Linked DNA regions of Macaca mulatta: region 1 is linked to region 2. A link is a contact called in public Hi-C data. All regions are on one chromosome and are shown on one strand. Each heading gives the region's core, a stretch centred on a gene start, on an enhancer-like site or on the middle of the called end of the contact. The rest is flanking DNA. Distances are from core to core; before and after follow the strand shown.

Region 1 (6,400 bases), core at 2,700-5,199, 83 kb after region 2:
AAAGGACTCTGCAGCGTTTGTGTTTCAGTCTAATACTGTCGACTTGGGATTGCAGTCCAGCCACCACTTACCAGCTATATGCTCTTGGGCCATACTTAAATCTCTCCGCGTCTCAGCTTTCTCCTTGTGCAGTGAGCCTATCATTGACATCTGAGAGCTGTTTATCCAGTCAGGAGTTGCTTGCCACCGGCTAAGACATTGGTTCCCTTGAAAATGCAACCCTATAGCTTAATGTCACCTGCTGTTAAGATTTTCCAACATTTACTTACCATATAGCTTTCTTGTGGTGAAACTCAAGTTATTTTCATTTACCCAAAAGCAAACCTCAGTGTGTACGTAAGGAATGGCTTGGATTGAATTGTGTGAGGAATACACCGATTCTTGCCTTGTTTGGAGACCACTTCTGGCAGGTACCCACTAAGGAGTTGCTCCTGGACAGCGTATTTCCTTTTCCTCCTCCTGGTAGGCACATGTGAGTTGTATCTGAGTCTTTTGCCATCTGGGAGTTGAATGGGGAAGATATTCTCCCTCTCATTAGAAATCTTTTTTCCTATTCAAAATCTAGAAAGAATATTTGTCATGAACGTGACAGTAAGTCGTAAAAGGACTCCCAGGGCGCTTGCAAAGGAAAACTCATGTCATCATGTTTTTTTTTTTTTTTTTTTTTTGAGACAGGGTCTTGCTCTGCTGCCTAGGCTGGAGAACAGTGCTGTGGTCATGGGTCACTGCAGCCTCCATCTCCCAGGCTCTAGCCATTCTCTTGCTTCAGCCTCCTAAGTAGCTGGGGCTACAGGTACACACCTACCATACCTGGCTATTTTTTATTTTTTGTAGAGATGGGGTCTCACCATGTTGCTCAGGCTGGTCTCGAACTCCTGGGCTCAAGCAATCCTCTGGCCTTGGCCTCCCAAACCACTGGGATTACAGGTGTGAGCCACTGTGTCTGAGCTCGTGTCATCATTTCCGATCTCCTGTAATGGTTACTATGCTGCCAACCACCAGAACTATAATTTCAGACAATGACCTGAACTTGGAATATAAATTCTTGTTAATATCTTTTGGGGGTTTTTATCTTATGCCCTTGTTACAAAATGAAATGTACAACTCCTTGGTCAATCATTGAAAGTTTAAATTCACCCCTGATGTCTTTGTCATTTGGTAACATTGGTAATCTTGCAGCATCAGATCACACTGTACCATAGTTATCAATGCACTGTAACTTCGAATAATCAAGTTGTTGCAAGCAGTTACTCATGTTAACAATCTAGCTACCAGCTTGTATGCCCTACCTTATTTGTTGGCACAACCTCAGCAAGCCCCAAACGAGATTTTTGTGATTCTTTTTTATTTCATCCCAACTTCATCTTGCAGACTTAATGTCCTACATATTTCTGAACTTGTCTCTTCACTATCCTTATAACCAATGCCCTCATATATCTTTTCTATTTCAGGGGTCTGTTAAGCGCCTCTTGGTCTTAACTTTCTCAAATCCATCCTAAAATAGAAAATGATTCCTTCCTGGCTTAGAATCCTTCAACTGCTACCAATTTCAGCTTCTGACATCATGATCCCATCCTCTCCGAAGTCACCCCAAGTAGTCACACTAAACTTCGGATTCCTTAAACTAAAAATTATATTTATGTCTTGGCCCTCTGTTGTTTCTATGTCTGAAATCCCTTTACACACATTGTAGGCCTGGATAACCTGAACTTCCCTAACATTTCCCCCACGCAGAGGCAAGTTGATCCTCCTATCTCTGCCCTAAATCGTGTCATTATTTGCTTACATCTGTTCCCCCTAAGAGACGCTGAAGTCTTTGATGGCAAAGCTGTGGCTCATTTCCCACTCCTTTTTTTTTTTTTTTTAAATCACCATCACTTGTTACTGCTTGCTGAGTTAACAGATGTAAGGAGTTAACTTACTGATGCACTAGCTCAAACATGTTTAGATTGTTACCTCACAGATATATATTTTTTTGAGACAGTCTCGCTCTGTTGCCCGGGCTGGAGTGCAGTGGCACGATCTCAGCTCACTGCAGCCTCTGCCTCCGGGGTTCAAGCAATTCTGCGTCAGCCTCTCAAGCAGCTTGGACTACAGGCGCGCACCCCCGCAGGTGGCTAACATTTTGTATTTTTAGTAGAGACGGGGTTTCACCATGTTGGCCAGGATGGTCTTGATTTCCTGACCTCATGATCCGCCCGCCTTGGCCTCCCAAAGTGCTGGGATTACAGGTGTGAGCCAGCACGCCTGGACAGCCTTACAGGTATCTGTATCTATTTATAAATACATATAAAAGCTTTTGGCCAGGCGCGTTGGCTCACGCCTGTAATCTTCAGCACTTCGGCAGGCCGAGGCGGGTGGATAACCTGAGGCCAGGAGTTCGAGACCAGCCTGGCCAACACAGTGAAACCCCCGTCTCTACTAAAAATATAAAAATTAGCCGGACGTGGTGGCACGTGTCTGCAATTCCAGCTACTCGGGAGGCTGAGGCTGCAGTGAGGTGAGATCACACCACTGCACTCCAGCCTGGGCGACAGAGCAAGACCCTGTCTCAAGGAAAAAAAAAAAAAAAAAGCTTTTGCTATTTGGTGTAAATAAAAGCCAACTGTATACGGTGCTTACTATATGCCAGGAACACATTAATTCATTAAATCCTCACCACTTTATGAGGCAGGCACAAATATTGTGTTTACTAGTGAGGAATTATCTACGGTTTACTGGTAAGGAAAACTGAGACCCACAGGTTGTGACTTGCTCAAGGTCAAGCTGGTGGAGCCAAGACAAGGTGCAGGCAGTGAGTCCTGCCCCAGAGTCTGACCTGAACCACATTTAACCTCTCTGTGGTGTGTGGGTTATTGCCATGAGTAAGAATCAGAACGTTAACGCGCACTCCAGGAAGGCAGGGACACCATTTAGGGTCACCGCTGTACTTCAGGGGTCAGAGCAGGGCAGGCTGGATGCGCTGAGGAAACTCATACAGTTAGGTCAGAAGCCTGGCAAGACAAGGGAATTCTCTGGTCCTCGTCCACCTCTCCAACCTCACGTCTACTAGTCTTCCAAGAGGATTCTAACTACACATGGCTCCCGAGTTTCCGGCTTCTCTTCTCAGGGAGGGTCTGCGGCCCGTTGCACCGCCTTCTCCCCGCAATCCCGTTTTCCTGTCCATGCCTGGACGGATCCGGCCGAGCCGTCAGCCGCAGCTGCGCGCTGCTCCCCCGACTCGCACCCCCTCGGCGAAGCGCTGCATTTTATGTAATTTTCTACCAGGCTGCCGGCTTCTGGGGGCTGCGGCTGGGTCTCGGCGGCCTTCAGCGCCGCAGACGCTCCGGCAACGCCGGTATCCGAGGCCCCCGCCCTAGGCTCGCGGGTCCGGGCGGCGTTCCCCCGTGCGGGAGGCGCGGCGAGCCAATCCTCACTTTCAAAGCTTTCGCGTCCTGGAAGTCTATCGTGGGGGGCAAAACGCGCTGGCCCCAGACGACCGGTTCGTGAAGTCACCCTTCCGAGCGACCCGGAGCGGGCGACCCTGCAGAACCGCGGCTCGGGGCCCTTGCGGTCCCGCGTAGAGGACCCAGGTCCCGCGGGGGGCGGCGGTGACTCGCCCCCTCCGGCGGCCGCGCTTCCGCCCCCGGTACCCGCACGCTGCTGGACCGCCCGGCGTCGCGTCGCCGCCTCACAAAGCCTGGGCGGCCGCCTCATCGCGCGCAGGGATCCGGGCCACGCGCCCTCCCCTCCCCCACTCGCCGCCGCTACCCTGGGCGCCCAGGTCTTTACCCCCGCGTCACTTTCTCCTCATCGAGTCCCCGGAGACAGACAGCGGAGCGAGGCTCGCCTTCCCGGGCGAGACGCAAGCTCCAGTCCTCCCTTGGCGCCGAGGCCCCCGCGCCCCACGGAGGGACTACTTTCCGTCTCCTGTGAGGCACTACTTCCTCCCCCGCGGAGGCGTCGGACCAGGAGGCGCGCACGGCATGGCGGCGGCAGCGGCGGCGGCGGCGGCGGCGGCGCGCGCCTGAGGAGAGGGGACGCCAGCCCGGTCAGGCCTCGGCGCGGCCTACACGCTCCGCTCGCTCGCTCGCTCCCGCCTCCCGCCCCGTGTCCGGCCATGGCGGAGCCCTCGTCCGCCCGACGCCCGGTGCCTCTCATCGAGTCGGGTAAGACGCGAGGCCGTGCCACCCCCGTCCTGGCGCTCCCAGCTGCTTCGGCTTCCCCGGCTGCCCCGGCCCCGACCCCGTCCCGGTCCCGGGCCCCGTCCCCTCCCTGCCCGGGCTTGACCCAACTCCCTGTCTTCCCGCAGAGCTGTACTTCCTCATCGCCCGGTACCTATCGGCGGGCCCGTGTCGGAGAGCGGCCCAGGTGAGTGCGGGCCCGCGGGCGGCTGCGGACTTGGCGTCCCCGGTGTCCCCTCCGCCGCCGGGGGTCGCGGGTGGAGGGCGGGGGTGAAGCGGGCGCGCCCCGGGCCCGGCCCCACCCCTGACCGCGCGTCTCTCGGCCGCAGGTGCTGGTGCAGGAGCTGGAGCAGTACCAGGTCTGTGCCCGCCCGTCCCCGCGCGCCCGTCCCCGCGCTCCCTCGCGTCCCTCCTCCCGACCTTGCCCTGAGGGATGCTCGCCCGCGCCCCCCGCCCGCCCCGCGCCCCCCGCCCGCCCCGCGCCGGAGCGGTGGTCACTCGTGTGCGTTTCGTGTCTTTCCAGTTGTTGCCGAAGAGGTTGGACTGGGAGGGCAACGAGCACAACAGGAGCTACGAGGAGTTGGTGAGCATTGGGCACGTTTGCTCCCCGGGTTCTCCGTGCACCGCCCCCCGCCCCTGCCCCTGCCCCTGCCCCTCGTGGGGACCCCGGCCCGTGGGGTGCAAAGTGTGAGCCGCACTGGAGGGCGGCCCCAGGACAGCTGCCTTCCCCGCTGAATATTCTGTTTTGTTTTTGAGGCGGCCAGGTTTGTTTTGGCAGGAAACAGTCATGGGGGGCGGCGCGGGGCGGAGCGGTGGGGGCGACTCGCGGAGGTCCTGCGGCAGGGGTGGGGCTCCAGGTGCGGCCGCCTCTGCGGGGTGTGGCGTGCGCAGCCAGCCATTCAACGGGGCGGTTTCATCCGCTCCCCCCCTCTCCACCGCGCTTGTAACTCGCGCTCTGATTGGCCTCTCGTGTCTTGTCCCGCCCGGGTCTGTCCCCCACTTGTTCTTTAGGAATAGAATCATTGGTCTCTGAAGGTGGAGAAATGTTCTTGTGTTGAGCTTATTTTTTGTTTTGTCCGCAGCAGCGTCATAAAAATCTTGCAGCTGTGTGAATATGCTACTGTAATACTTGTGCTCTTTTCTCCTGTACAATATTTGTTGAACGCCGTAGAAAGTTGATTGATGAGTTTCACACTGATCTTGCTGTAGATAATAAAGTGCTTTAAATAGACACTTTCTTTTTGAGCTCGGTTAATCGTGCATTACAGTCTCATTTCTTTTGTGAACCTGGTTAATATCTCTATATAACTTGCTTTTATCTGTAGTTAACAGCAGTTGCAGGGATTCGTTTGTTTTTACTGGAGACATTTTTCAGGAATGTATTTTTGCCATTTCGTTATTAGGACAAAGGAAATTCGTTGATTGCCAGGCCATGTTCAGCATCTTGTATAAGGAAAACAATTGAGAGGGAAAAGAGCTTCTGAGTGATCTTTTACCACAGTTTGAAGACCTGTAACCCTTAAGCGGTAGAGTATGGTAGCAAGTGAAAAGAAGAAAAATCAGTTTTAGAAGATTACCGGTTTTGAATTAGAGACAACAAAAGAAACCAGAGAATATGTTATTTTCGTGAGCAGTTAAAACTTGAAGCCTGGTGCAAGTAGCAAGTAATTTTAATATTTGCCTTCTTAGATTTTGAAGTAAACACTTAAAAGTGGATGTTTTCAAGAGAATGAGTTATAGAAATTCTGATGATGGCAATTTGTTTTCTTGAGTTTGACATTTTGAGATAGTTTTTTTGTAAACGTTGAGGAAACATTTAAAGGACGCCCTCTTTTAGTTTTCTCCACGGATAATATAGCTTTATCGGTGAAGCGGAAAAGCATTGTTGGTTATGATGCTCTAGTCGTGCTACCTGAGAGAAAATAACTTGAAAGAAATGTAGTGCTGTAACTACTGGAAAAGTTACTTTTAAAATACATTTATAGGGGCTGGGTGCAGTGGCTCATAGCTGCAATCCCAGCACATTAGGAGGCCGAGGTGGGAGGAGCACTTGAGGCCAGGAGTTCCAGACCAACTCTGCCTCCACAAAAAATAAGTAACAGAAAAATTAGGCGGATGTGGTGGTGCGTGCCTGTGAGTCCCAGCTATTTCGGAGGCTGAGGCGGAAGGATCACTTGACTCTGCGAGTTTGAGGCTGTATTGAACTATCCTCCTGCCACTGCACTCCAGCCTGGGAG
Region 2 (6,379 bases), core at 1,921-4,420:
AAACCTCATCTCTACTAAAAATACAAAAATTAACCAGGCATGGTGGCGGGCACCTGTAATCCCAGCTACTTGGGAAGCTGAGGCAGGAGAATCTCTTGAACCCGAGGGGCAGAGGTTGCACTGAGCCGAGATTGCACCATTGCACTCCAGCCTGGGTGACAAGAGCAAGACTCCATCTCAAAAAAATAAATAAAATAAAAATAATAAATAAAAATAATAAATAAGAAAACAAAATACGTGTTGAAGGATGTGGAGCAACTGGAACCCTTCTGCATTGCTGGTGGGAATGTCGAATGGTGTGGCTGCTATGGAAAACAGCATGGTGGTTTCTCAAAAACATTCAACATAGAATTACCATAGATCCAGGAATTCCACTTCTGGGTATATGTCCAGAAAAACTGAAAGCAGAGACTCAAAGAGGTATCTGTAAACATTTTAGCATTATCTACAACAGTCAAAAGGTAGAAACAACGCAAGTGTCCATAGACAGATGGATGAATAAACAAAATGTGGCCTATACATATAATGGGATACTATTCAGCCTTAAAAGGGAAGGAAATCCCGACTCATGCTACAACATGGATGAACCTTAAGGATATTATGCTGAGTGAAAAGCAGCCAGTCACAAAAGGATAAATACTGTCTGATTCCACTTATATGACATAGGTCCCAAGAGCAGTCAAATTCACAGAGACAGAAAGTACAATGGAGGTTGCCAGGGAGAGGCAGGAATGGAGAGTTGTTTAATGGGTGCGAGAGTTTCAGTCAGAGGAGATAAAAAGGTTGTGATATGGGGCCGGGCATGGTGGCACATGCCTGTAATACTAGCACTTTGGGAGGCCAAGGAGGGCAGATGACTTGAGGTCAGGAGTTTGAGACTAGCCTGGGCAACATAGTGAGACCCCATCTCTACTAAAAATACAAAAATTAGCCAGGCATGGTGGCAGGTGCCTGTAATCACAGCTACTTGGGAGGCTGAGGCAGGAGAATCGCTTGAACCTGGAAGGCGGAGGCTGCAGTGAGCCAAGATCAGGCCACTACACTCCAGCATAGGCAACAGATTGAGACTCTGTTCCAAAAAAGAAAAAAGAAAAAGTTCTGGGAGCGGGGCCAGGTGCAGTGGTTCACACCTGTAATCCCAGCACTTTGGGAGGCAAAGTTGGGCGGATGGCTTGAGGTCTGGAGTTTGAGACCAGCCTGGCCAACATGGCAAAGCTCTGTCTCTACAAAAAATACAAAAAAATAGCTGGGCATGGTGGTGCATGCCTGTGGTCCCAGCTACTTGGGAGGCTGAGGTGGGAGGATCCCTTGAACCTGAGAGGCAGAGGTTGCAATGAGCTGAGATTGTGCCACTGCACAGAGCCAGACCCTGTCTTTAAAAAATAATAATAAAGTTCTGGGATAACGGTTGCACAAAAATGTGAATGTACTTAATGCCACTGAACTGTACACCTAAAAATGATAAAGATGATAAATTCATATTATGTAGATTTTACAATTAAGAAGATGAGGCCGGGCGCGGTGGCTCACGCCTGTAATCCCAGCACTTTGGGAGGCCGAGACGGGCGGATCACGAGGTCAGGAGATCGAGACCATCCTGGCTAATACGGTGAAACCCCGTCTCTACTAAAAAATACAAAAAACTAGCCGGGCGAGGTGGCGGGCGCCTGTAGTCCCAGCTACTCGGGAGGCTGAGGCAGGAGAATGGCGTAAACCCGGGAGGCGGAGCTTGCAGTGAGCTGAGATCCGGCCACTGCAGTCCAGCTCGGGCGACAGAGCAAGACTCCTTCTCAAAAAAAAAAAGAAAAAGAAAAAGAAGATGAGCATGGGCCAGCTCATCAGGAGTCTTTTATGCAATGCTAAGGACCTGAGACATCATCTTAAAAAGACTGGATAGCATCAGGAAAGATTCTGAAGGAGACTCAGGGGTTAAAAGAGAATTTCCTGTATCTCCAGGACAATGCAGACAGTAGGACAACGGAGAGAGTAAGAATAGTTTTGCACAAAACAGGCACTCAATGAATACTGGTGGAATAAAATATACTCCACTATTACCAATTTATCTTAGGAGAGAAAAGCAAGAACTGTTTTCCAAGACAATGCTACAACGCATGCGCACAATCTTTGAGGTCTCCGTCTGTGCCCAACAGCTCCTCATTCCTGCTGTGGGCATACAGAGGGCGCTCATTCCCGGGGACAGTTCCCAAAGTACCCCCACCTCCCATGACCACACCCCACCACGCCCTGTTCAATTTGCCACCAAATCCCTATCCCTATCCCTGCTCCAACAGGCAATCAAATCTCCACCTCCAGTCACTAGCGGGATGACTTAGCGCCACTACTAAATTCTCTGAGCCAGACTCCTCCGGGAGGTAAAGGAGGATGGGATAATAACTCGTCTCTCCCAGCAGCCGTGACAGGGAGGTAATGTACTCACTACCTGGCAGAAAGAGTGCTCCCCAAGCTGGTTGCTCCCTTGGATATTGAAGGCATCACGCTGTACTGAGATTCTCTCTGCACCTGTCTCCCACCCTACCCATCCCAAGAATGTGGGCTCCTGGACGCTAGGATCCATCTCTCCGGGACCTGGAACAGCGGACTTCGCCCGCCAGGCCTCTGGGAAAACCCTGGGTGAGGGCTGCTCAAATGCCTCTAGGGACCAGGATTAACGGAAACGGGTGAGGCTGGCAGCGGGGCACCAGGAACTCCCAATGTGAGGTTCGCCGCCGCCACCCACAGCTAGAAGATTCCTGTCCCGTGAAAGCGTGGCCCAGGGTTGCCGGATGTTTCTCCCCCCACCCCCCTAGAACCCAGAAAGTCTGATTCTGGGGTAAAGCGGCGCACCTTTTAGACGCTACCAACTATCTCAAAAAAGCTTACAGACCAACCAAGACGCTACTACGGGCTGAATCTGGGCTTCAGTCGCCCAGTTGAGACCCCTGTACCTACTCCCAGACCCGCCAGGGGACTGGGGCGGCATCCCCACCGGCCCTTGGGAGGCCAGGCAGCCACTTACGAAGGATGAGAAGGACGGGAGGAGGATCCTAAGAACATTGCACCCAAACACGAAGCTGAGCACCAGCAACCACGCCCAGTGGTCGGCCGCGGCTGAGCTCATCCCGGATACTCCTGGCTGTACTGGGTTCGCTACGGCAGCTCCATGGGGACCACGCCAGCAGAGGCGACTGCGCCTGCGCGGGTGAAGCCCAGCGCGCCTGCGCACTGCGTCGCCCTCGCAGGAGGCGGGGCCGTTTTTACCACCCGCTCCAGTTGGAGCGGTTGACATGTTCCAGGTTCCTCCTGGGCCTTCGGGGATTCCGTAGCCTTCTCGCACCCGCCCCCACCCCTACTCAACCAGTTTTCCTGGCGTCCGTGTTTCTTTTTTTCCTTCTTTTTAAAATTGAAAACCTTCTCATAGTACCAAATTCTGGTTTCAAGTGCTAACGACTCCCTGCTTTTGTCATAATTAGTACTTTCTTTAACTTTTAATTCTAGATAAGTTTAAGATAAACTCTTCCATAAATAAAAAACTACCGTAAGTATAGTAGCAGGTAGCTGTCGTGTTCCAAGCAGGTATGCGGAAAATGCCTTACGTTTTCGTTCCAGAACTAAACACTGTAGTAAGTCTAACCAATTTACACAATTGCATACCTGTAAAAATAAGTTTATTAGAATGCACTGTTCACAATCATTAGTAGTAGCTAATAAAGTAACCTGAATCTAGGTGAGGATCAGGTTTTGCCGCAAAAGAATCCCAAATCAAATGTATGCATCAGTGGGCAGAGCGTGGTGGCTCACGCCAGTAATCCCAGCATTTTGGGAGCCCGAGGCGGGCGGGTCACGAGGTCGAGAGATCGAAACCAGCTTGGCCAACATGGTGAAACCCCGTCTCTATGATACAAAAATTAGTTGGGCGTGGTGGCGCGCGCCTGTAGTCCCAGCTACTCAGGAGGCTGAGGCAGGAGAATCGCTTGAACCCGGCAGGCGGAGGTTGCAGTGAGCCAAGATCGTGCCACTAGTACTCCAGCTCCAGCGACAGAGTGGGACTCCGTCTCAAGAAAAAAAAAAAAAAAGTATACATAGTGGATAAAGCAAGACATGTTCAGCTGTCTCTTCTGCCATGCTGCCATGGCTGGTTTCTGAGGACTAATTCCTAATCAAAATGATGCAAGATTGCGGGTACACTGGCTCATGCCTGTAATCCCAGCACTTTGGGAGATCCAAGCAAGGTGGATCACGGGCCCAGGAGTTTGAAACCAGTCTAGGTAACATAGTGCGACCCCATCTTTACAGTAGAATATAAATATTAGCCGGGCATTGTGGCACGTGCCTGTGGCCCCAGCTATTAGGGAGGCTGAGATGAGAGGATCGCCTGAGCCCAGGAGGTCGAGGCTGCAGTGAGCTGTGATCACACCACTGTGCTCCAGCCTGGGCGACAGAGTACAACTCTGGCTCATTATTATGAACCAATTAAAATAATTTTGCAGCTGGGTGCAGTGACTCAAGCCTGTAATCCCAGCACTTTGGGAGGCCGAGGCGGGTGGATCACCTAAGGTCAGGAGTTCGACACCAGCCTGACCAACAAGGCAAAACCCTGTCTCTACTAAAAATACAAAAATTAGCTGGATGTGGTGGCGGGCGCCTGTAGTCCCAGCTACTCAGGAGGCCGAGGCAGGAGAATCGCTTTAACCTGGGAGGCGGAGGTTGGCTGAGATCATGCCGCTGCACTCCAGCCTGGGCGACAAGAGTGAAACTCTGTCTTTAAAAAAAAAAAAAAAAAAAAAAAATTATGCAAGAGGCTGTGGTTCTACAAATTTCTTTTTCTTTTTCTTTTTCTTTTTTTTTTGAGACGGAGTCTCGCTCTGTCGCCCAGGCTGGAGTGCAGTGGCCGGATCTCAGCTCATTGCAAGCTCCGCCTCCTGGGTTTACGCCATTCTCCTGCCTCAGCCTCCTGAGTAGCCGGGACTACGGGCGACTGCCACCTCGCCCGGCTAGTTTTTTGTATTTTTTTTAGTAGAGACGGGGTTTCACCGTGTTAGCCAGGATGGTCTCGATCTCCTGACCTCGTGATCAGCCTGTCTCGGCCTCCCAAAGTGCTGGGATTACAGGCTTGAGCCACCGCGCACAGCCAGTTCTACAAATTTCTGTTCAAGAAAACATGTGATCCAGCCTGGGCGACAGAGCAAGACTCCGTCTCAAAAAAAAAGAAAAAGAAAACATGTGAAACAAGGCTATTCTGTAGGAGTAGAGTGAATCCTTTCCCTGAAAGGACTTCTTGGTTAGTAAGTGACTTCTGAACAAAACAAAGAGCAGGAGCCTGGCTCTCCTCCATGGCCTTCCCTTCCACCTGGATGGACCACGCAGCATGGCAGCCGGGCTCCTGGCTTCTCTGTCACTGGAGATTGAGATGGATTTAGGAGGAGAAACTGCCTCTTGAAAAGTGATGACAGGCCAAGCACAGTGGTTCACGCCTGTAATCCCAGCATTTTGGGAGGCCAAGGTGGGTAGATCACCTGAGGTCAGGAGTTCAAAACCAGCCTGACCAACTTGGTGAAAGCCCACCTCTCCTAAAAATACAAAAATTAGTTGGGCGTGGTGGCGCATGGCGCATGCCTGTAATCCCAGCTACTCAAGAGGCTGAGGCAAGACAATCGCTTGAACCCAGGAGGTGGAGGTTGCAGGGAGCCAAGGTGGCACCATTGCACTCCAGCCTGGTGACAGAGTGAGACTCCATCTCAAAAAAAGAAAAGAAGAAGACTAATAACTAAAAATAGGTGTTGTTCCACTGTGAGCTGCAGACAGCAGGTGTATGCAAACCTAGCCCCAAAGGCCAAAGGAGCTAAGAGGCTGAAGAAAGAAGTTGACAAAACTAAGTTTCTCAAAAATAAATATTTAATAGAGAAACAAACAGAAGTAGCTCATACCTCAGGCAGCCATAGTAGGTTTCTGAGCCTGCACTTCAGAATGTATTGTGTTGTTTTGTGTGTTGTGTTTTGTTTTGTTTAGAGACTGAATCTCACTCTGTCACTGTGTCACCCAGACTGGAATGCAGTGGCATGATCATAGCTCACTGCAGCCTCCAACTCCTGGGCTCAAGTGATCCTCCTGCCTTAGCCTCCCAAGTAGCTGGGACTACAAGTGCAGGCCACCACACCCAGCTAAGGGGTGTGTGTGTGTGTGTGTGTGCATTAATCAATTTTTACACTGCTCTAAAGAACTACCTGAGACTGGGTAATTTATAACGGAAAGAGGTTTAATTGACTCACAGTTCTACATGGCTGGGGAGGTCTCAGGAAACTTACAATCATGGCAGAAGGCCAAGGAGAAGCAAACATCTTCTTCACGAGGTGGCAAGGTGGGGGCAGGTACCACCACCATC

What was found. A called contact is a pair of places that touch in the nucleus more often than the background predicts.
Region 1: a Hi-C map of fetal cortex germinal zone shows a contact between it and region 2, with 2.2 times the contacts expected there. The contact joins the promoter of BRWD1 here to the promoter of GET1 in region 2. A contact is called at or near these places in 4 of 14 Hi-C or Micro-C datasets (blood, cortical neurons, fetal cortex germinal zone and 1 more).

What each region holds. Positions count from the first base shown.
Region 1 is chr3:8,146,122-8,152,521 of T2T-MMU8v2.0, forward strand. It overlaps BRWD1 (bromodomain and WD repeat domain containing 1), which reads left to right and starts at 3,950. Exons shown (of 42, transcript XM_015132876.3): 1 at 3,950-4,148; 2 at 4,292-4,350; 3 at 4,493-4,522; 4 at 4,687-4,746. The coding sequence starts at 4,100. LOC106997240 reads right to left here and starts at 3,984. Exons shown (of 1, transcript XM_015132879.3): 1 at 2,663-3,984. The coding sequence starts at 3,696. The coding sequence ends at 3,106.
Region 2 is chr3:8,063,446-8,069,824 of T2T-MMU8v2.0, forward strand. It overlaps GET1 (guided entry of tail-anchored proteins factor 1), which reads right to left and starts at 3,171. Exons shown (of 5, transcript XM_077995755.1): 1 at 3,017-3,171. The coding sequence starts at 3,118.